Regions from separate parts of the Mus musculus genome. Here region 2 is linked to region 1. The links are chromatin contacts, called in public HiChIP or PLAC-seq maps. All regions are on one chromosome and are shown on one strand. Each heading gives the region's core, a stretch centred on a gene start, on an enhancer-like site or on the middle of the called end of the contact. The rest is flanking DNA. Distances are from core to core; before and after follow the strand shown. Region 1 holds the start of Trmo (tRNA methyltransferase O). Region 2 overlaps Coro2a (coronin, actin binding protein 2A).

The links. HiChIP or PLAC-seq counts read pairs in DNA pulled down with a chosen protein or histone mark.
Region 2: a contact with region 1 is called in an H3K4me3 HiChIP or PLAC-seq map of bone marrow-derived macrophages, with 2.2 times the contacts expected there. The contact joins the enhancer-like site here to the promoter of Trmo in region 1. A contact is called at or near these places in 1 of 484 Hi-C or Micro-C datasets (regulatory T cells), 3 of 115 datasets of contacts at active chromatin or transcription factors (bone marrow-derived macrophages, embryonic stem cells and pancreatic cancer cells) and 3 of 9 other capture datasets (adipose tissue, liver and pancreatic islet).

What each region holds. Positions count from the first base shown.
Region 1 is chr4:46,387,733-46,390,871 of GRCm38.p6, forward strand. Trmo (tRNA methyltransferase O) reads right to left here and starts at 1,705. Exons shown (of 5, transcript NM_001347095.1): 1 at 1,586-1,705; 2 at 1-10. The coding sequence starts at 1,661.
Region 2 is chr4:46,573,131-46,576,005 of GRCm38.p6, forward strand. All of the region lies in intron 1 of Coro2a (coronin, actin binding protein 2A), which reads right to left. Among named protein-coding and RNA genes, the nearest start is that of Coro2a, 27 kb to the right of the region's middle. Within about 2 kb of position 1,406, at least 67 of the 459 cell types and tissues checked have an H3K27ac peak or open chromatin away from gene starts, as enhancers often do. A contact at or near this core is called in adipose tissue and bone marrow-derived macrophages, where this site is marked.

The DNA of each region.
Region 1 (3,139 bases), core at 455-2,954:
AAAAGATTCCCTATGGAAGAAAACTGGATGAGAATCATTACTCAAAGGGTCCAAGAGGTAAGAAAACATGTTTTCCTCTCAGTATTGACTTCATAGTTCTAAAATCTAGGTACAACACAACTATTAAAATCATGTTTAAATAAAGTCCTGCTATGTAACTCATGCCAGCCTCAAACGTATACACCTCCAGCATTAGCCCCATCCCCTAACTGCTGGGATCACAACTGTGCACCAGCATACCCACCTCAATTTTTACTTATAGTCATAAAAATTCATAAATTATATTAATACATGTGTTGATTGTATATTATGCAGTATAAACTATAATTTATAATTATTTCTTTTTATGTTCTTTATAGGGACACTCCAGATCTCCATTTTATTTAATTTGCATCAAACCTATCTATCCTATTATATCTTATTAGCACAACCAGTAAGATCTAGCACTAACTCTCACAATATGTTTCCTTGCTTTTTGCTTATACAAACTCTTTTTACTGTTGTGATGTATTAGACCTATTTTAAATCCTTGGGAGACAGAGGCAGGCAGATCCCTGAGTTGGAGGTAAGCCAGAGCTACGAACACACAATTTTTTTTTTTTTAAAGTCTTTAGGTGTAGCTCAGGTATACCCAGAACCCTTCCTGCCACAAGAAGAGGGCAGCACAAAGTGGAGATTCTTAGAGGTTCTAATTCATTACCTCAAAGCTCTAAACCAACAAGAGGACAGCCTGGTCTACAGAGTGAGCACAGGCCAGCCGGGGCTTCACAGAAAAATCCTGTCTCCAGGGTAGGAGTGTGGAGACAAAAATACTCTTATACAGAGGGGGGAAAAGAATATATATATATATATATATATATATATATATATATATATATATATACATACATACACATATAGTATGTATGTAAGTTAAAGCATAATACACCTGCCAGCCACTCCAAAGACCTCAGTGCCACTTCTTGCATCTCTGTCGACTGCTTCCAGGAGCTGCAATCTGATCTTTATCATCGTTTACTTCCTTTCAGAAAGAGATCTTATCATATGTACTTTCGAGCCTAAACAATACATTTTGAATTCTATAAAAGCTGACACCACCCTGTAAATTATCTATATAAACTGCCTTTCTCTCTCCATCTATATTGTGTGCGCTTCTGACAACTTTGACGTTTTCTCCAAGAATATTTACAATTACTACTGTATAGTTTTTGTTTGTTTGGGGGTTTTGTTTTTAAATCCTCATCCATGTACTGGTGGGAAAAGATTAAAGGCGAAGAAACTTGGACCAAATGAGGGCATCAGTCACACACATCCCACCTTCCTGTAACCCCCTACGGAAAAAGACCACACTACACACGTGGCCGACGCAGCTACTGTACTGAAACTAAGCCCAGACCACACCCCGTGTACCAAGATCCTAATACGTCACTCCCGTTAGCCTTAGCATGTCACGTGGTCGTCGAGACACGTGACCCTTACTTTGGCGGCAAGGACAAGAATGTACGTCAGGTGGCTCGCGTTCTTCTGGCCAGGGAAGCGGGCCGCCTAGCTTAGGGTGCGGCGCCACCTTTTTCCATAACGTTACCTGCCTCCAGGGCCGGCTGAACGCACCCACATGGGGCCGCCGTAGCACACGAGCCCTGCTTCTCCAAGCCGCGCATGGTTACAGGCCGCTGAGTCGTCCGCGCGCCCAACGCTGATTTCCGCTTCCGCGCGTTAGGCTTTGGCGCCTGCGCAGTTGTCGCTAGGTGCCGGGTCTTGGAGAACGCGCTCAATGGCGGCCGAGCTGCCGCGTGGAGGGTGGGTTCCCGGACGCCGTGAGGCCCATCATTCACCCACCACGCGGCGATGGCGGCCTCGCGACAGCCTGCACCATACCCTCCGAAGGTGGGACATGTGGATAAAGATGTACACGCAAAGATACCCTTGAATTATAAGCGGCCTCGGTGACCAAAAATAACCTTGAGTTTAAAGGGAAAGGATGTGAATGTCCATCTATGATCACATAGCAAAAGAACTGGAGTTTGGGACTTTTTTTTTTCCATTTATTGTGTGCGCGGGAGCATGTCAAAGTCAAATGACAAAATGCCGGAGCCGATACTCCTCATGGCCGCGTAGCTCCCAGGATCAAAGTCAGGTCGTGTTAGCCGGTTCCTTTACTCGCTGAGCCAACTAGCGGCCCAAGAGCTGGACGTTAAATGTTTAAAATTTCCCTTGGACGTGGGCATACGTGTTATATTTATCACTCCCCTCCACTTTTTAAGTAATAACTATTTGTCGGAAAAGGGCAAGAAAATCAAGAATGGTAGGTGTTACAAGCAAGCTAGGCTAGAAGTTATTAAGTGAGAACGTTTGTGCTCCAAACCACTGGAACCGAAATAAGGATGAAGAGCCAGCAAAAACCGTATTTTCTCTCCCTGCTCCAATTGCCTGCTCTTTAGCCACTTGTAAGATTCTTTAACCGCCCCTCCCCCCCAAAAAAAGATTCTTTAACCCAAACTCTTTGCATACATGATTATGTTTGGGGATTTCAAAATCTTGTTGGTTTCGAAGAGAGGGGGGAATCCACCTGACATTACCTGTAATATAAAATATTAAAAAATGCGAATCCACGGATTAAAGGCTTAACCGTGAAAAGCTGTTTCCAAGTGTTTGTTGTCACTGACTAAACAAGTCCCTAGTAGGAAATAATCAGTATTAGGAGACAGGTTTTTGAGAGAAAGTTGTGAATTCTTAAGTTAAAACTGATACTGTGCCCTCTGTCAGTTTTGTCCATGAAATTTCCAAAAGTTTTTTACCCCCCTTTTTCTTGTAGAAGATAGAGTTGTTGTCTAGCTGGAGAAACAAGTTTGTGTGCCTTTGGGCAACACGTACACGCTGTAAAAATGGGCTAAGCTGCAGTTGCCACTAGTCGGCGCTGTTAATAAGACAGTCAAAAGTGAAAGGGGCTTGCCCTCCATCAAGATCTGCCACTCACTGCGTCTAATTCCCAACTCTGCCAACCACTGAGACTCAAAACCAAGTAGACTTGGAGATACTAGACCTAGGAATCTGTCATTAAAAATAGCGGAGCAAAAGGAGCTGGAGCGATGGCTCAGCAGTTCAAAGCACCAGCCAAGTTTCCAGAGGATTCAGGTTT
Region 2 (2,875 bases), core at 156-2,655, 190 kb after region 1:
TGTGCAGAGTCTGGAGCCTTCATGTGACACAGCCAGATGCTCCCAAAGCCCGTGAGCACAGTGCACTGTCCATCAACTATCCCAGTCCATGGAGAGCTGGCCCCTTGCTGCCTCAACCTCCTAGAAAGCCAGAACAGAACCTTTTCCTGTTTATGACTCCAACGAGGCTCCAAGACAAACTCCACACAAGTTTATTGGCCCTAAAGTTCTTTATCTGGGACTTTCCAGCCACCAAGAAGCTTTCTAGATGTCTCCCAGAGGCCCAGACCTGCAGGCCCCACCTTCTGTATCTTGTCTTAGATTCACATATCCCCCAGATCTACCTTTGGGCAGAGGAGGCCACAGGTCTACACAGGGAAAATGTTTGCTCAGGGTTCTGCAGGGCACAGAGAACGGCTGGGGACCTGTAGCTTGAGCTCCACGATGGAGATTGAGCCATAAGTCAGACATCATTGCCTGTTGCAGGGATCAGTGGTCCACAACCAGTCCTGCAGAGGTGGCCACTGCCCTCTAATCCTGGGGTCCCACTAGTGGACTAGTGGAAGTGACCGAACTGGTGGGTATCCAGTTGTTGACTGGGGTGTGGGAGACATCGGAAACCATCATGTACATTCTTGGTGAACAAGGCTGAACAGCCTGAGCTGAGTTCTGTCTATTTTTGCCCTGGGGCTCAACCCTGGGCTTCAAGCATGCTAGCCAAATGCCTTACCACTGACTTACAACCCCAGTCTCCAAGCTGTAATCTGAAGCAGCAGACAGTGAGACCTGAGAACCTAGGAGAAAGAAGCACTGGGAGGATGCTTCAAGGCAGAAGCAAGCCCCTGCAGAAAGGGAAGGATTCCAGGTGAGAGGTAGGGCTTATGCCGCCTGGCCCAGAATGGCATGTGAGATGTGTGCCCAGTTCATGGTGTGTAGGTGAGCAGAGAAGCAAGAGGGTCCCGGCCTGTACCTAGAGGCTAGGGTAGGGAGTGCTGCAGCTGGCCAGGGTGCTGAAGGTCAGCCTGGGGCTTGGCGTGTGGAGGAAGGGGGTCATCAAAGTTTGTACGTGGAGACGTCATGAGGCCAGAGCTGCAGATGTTCAGCTTGCCTTCAGAGGGCTGAGAGGGGATTTTCTTTCCTCAAGCCAGGCTGGTCTGGAGGAAACCAGCAGGTTTTGCTGCACGCAGACCGGTTGTTGCAGCTGCTGCAGAGCATAGATGTCTGAGGGCATCCTTGGTTATGTTCAGACCTGTGACTAGAGACCCCAGATCCTAACACCTCAACTCTCAGCCCCCACAAGGAGGGTGATGGGAAGTTCTTCCCTGCTTCTCTCTCACCTGCTTGTCACCATGGTGATAAATGCTGCTGGTCAGACTTAATTCCCCCAGTAGGCCTACAACAGCTGACAGCACCTTCTGCTTCGGCCTCCCAAGCTCCACCCAGATCCTCTGAGCAGGCTGGGCCTGCAGGCTTGGAGGACAGAGGCCAAACGGCATCTCCTGCCAGATTGTAACTGTTATCAGCTAGGAGCTGGGGGTGAAGAGTTCAGGAAAAAGATACCCATGTCCCCAGGAGGAGGTGCTTCTGCTCCGGGATAGTGGGTTAAGTGTGGGGGTGACAGAACCTGGTTCCCATGTGTTTTCTGGGGTCTGAAATTTGAAACCCCTGGAGAGCTGACTCTAGCCATATGGGCAGCCCACCTTACAGTTTCTGACTCCGGGTCTGGGAACCCGCATTTGTACGGTCCAGCAGCCATGAAGCAGCTGGTCTGGGGACTATATTTGAAGAACTGCTGCTTTGTGTCCTGCTTAGGATCTGAGAGTTCCCTCCAGGTCGCCATCCATCTTTCTCTTCCTTCACCACCATCCTAGGAGGGCAGAGCTGCGTCACACCCGGTCTTCCTTGGTGCAGTGGACAGCGTCAGCCTTTCCAGTCACTTCCCCCCAGAAGCTCCCAACCTCCAGCTTTTCCTGGGCCTCCTGGGACAGTTCTTGATGGGCTCTGAAGAGCTGGGGGCTGGGACAGGCGGCTCCCTGCCGCGCCTGCAGCAGAAATGGTTGAACTCCCGAGAGTGTCCTACACTTAGGAGAGAAGCAGCCAAGGGGTTGTTTCCCACCAAGGACGACCCGTCTGCGTGCACGCGGATGAGCCCATCAGACAAAGACATACTCATTCTCTGCTGCAAACTTGGCATAGCTCTGCTTTGCCTGGGGCTATTGGGGGAAGTTGCGGTTCGTGCTCGCAGGGCTCTCACCCTTGATTCTTTTAATAACTCTTCTGTGCAAGATTACAATCTAAACGATTCGGAGAACTCGACCTTCCTCCTGGGGCAAGGACCACAGCCAACTTCCTCTTACAAGCCACACCGACTTTGTCCTTCAGAAATAGAAATAAGAATGCTTGCTAAAAATTATATTTTTACCAATAAGACCAACCCAATAGGTCGATTATTAATCACTATGTTAAGAAATGAATCGTTACCTTTTAGTACTATTTTTACTCAAATTCAAAGGTTAGAAATGGGAATAGAAAATAGAAAGAGACGCTCAACCTCAGTTGAAGAACAGGTGCAAGGACTAAGGGCCTCAGGCCTAGAAGTAAAAAGGGGAAAGAGGAGTGCACTTGTCAAAATAGGAGACAGATGGTGGCAACCAGGGACTTATAGGGGACCTTACATCTACAGACCAACAGATGCCCCGCTACCATATACAGGAAGATATGATTTAAATTTTGATAGGTGGGTCACAGTCAATGGCTATAAAGTGTTATACAGATCCCTCCCCTTTCGTGAAAGGCTCGCCAGAGCTAGACCTCCTTGGTGTGTGTTAACTCAGGAAGAAAAAGACGACATGAAACAACAGGTACATGATTATATTTATCTAGGAACAGGAATGAA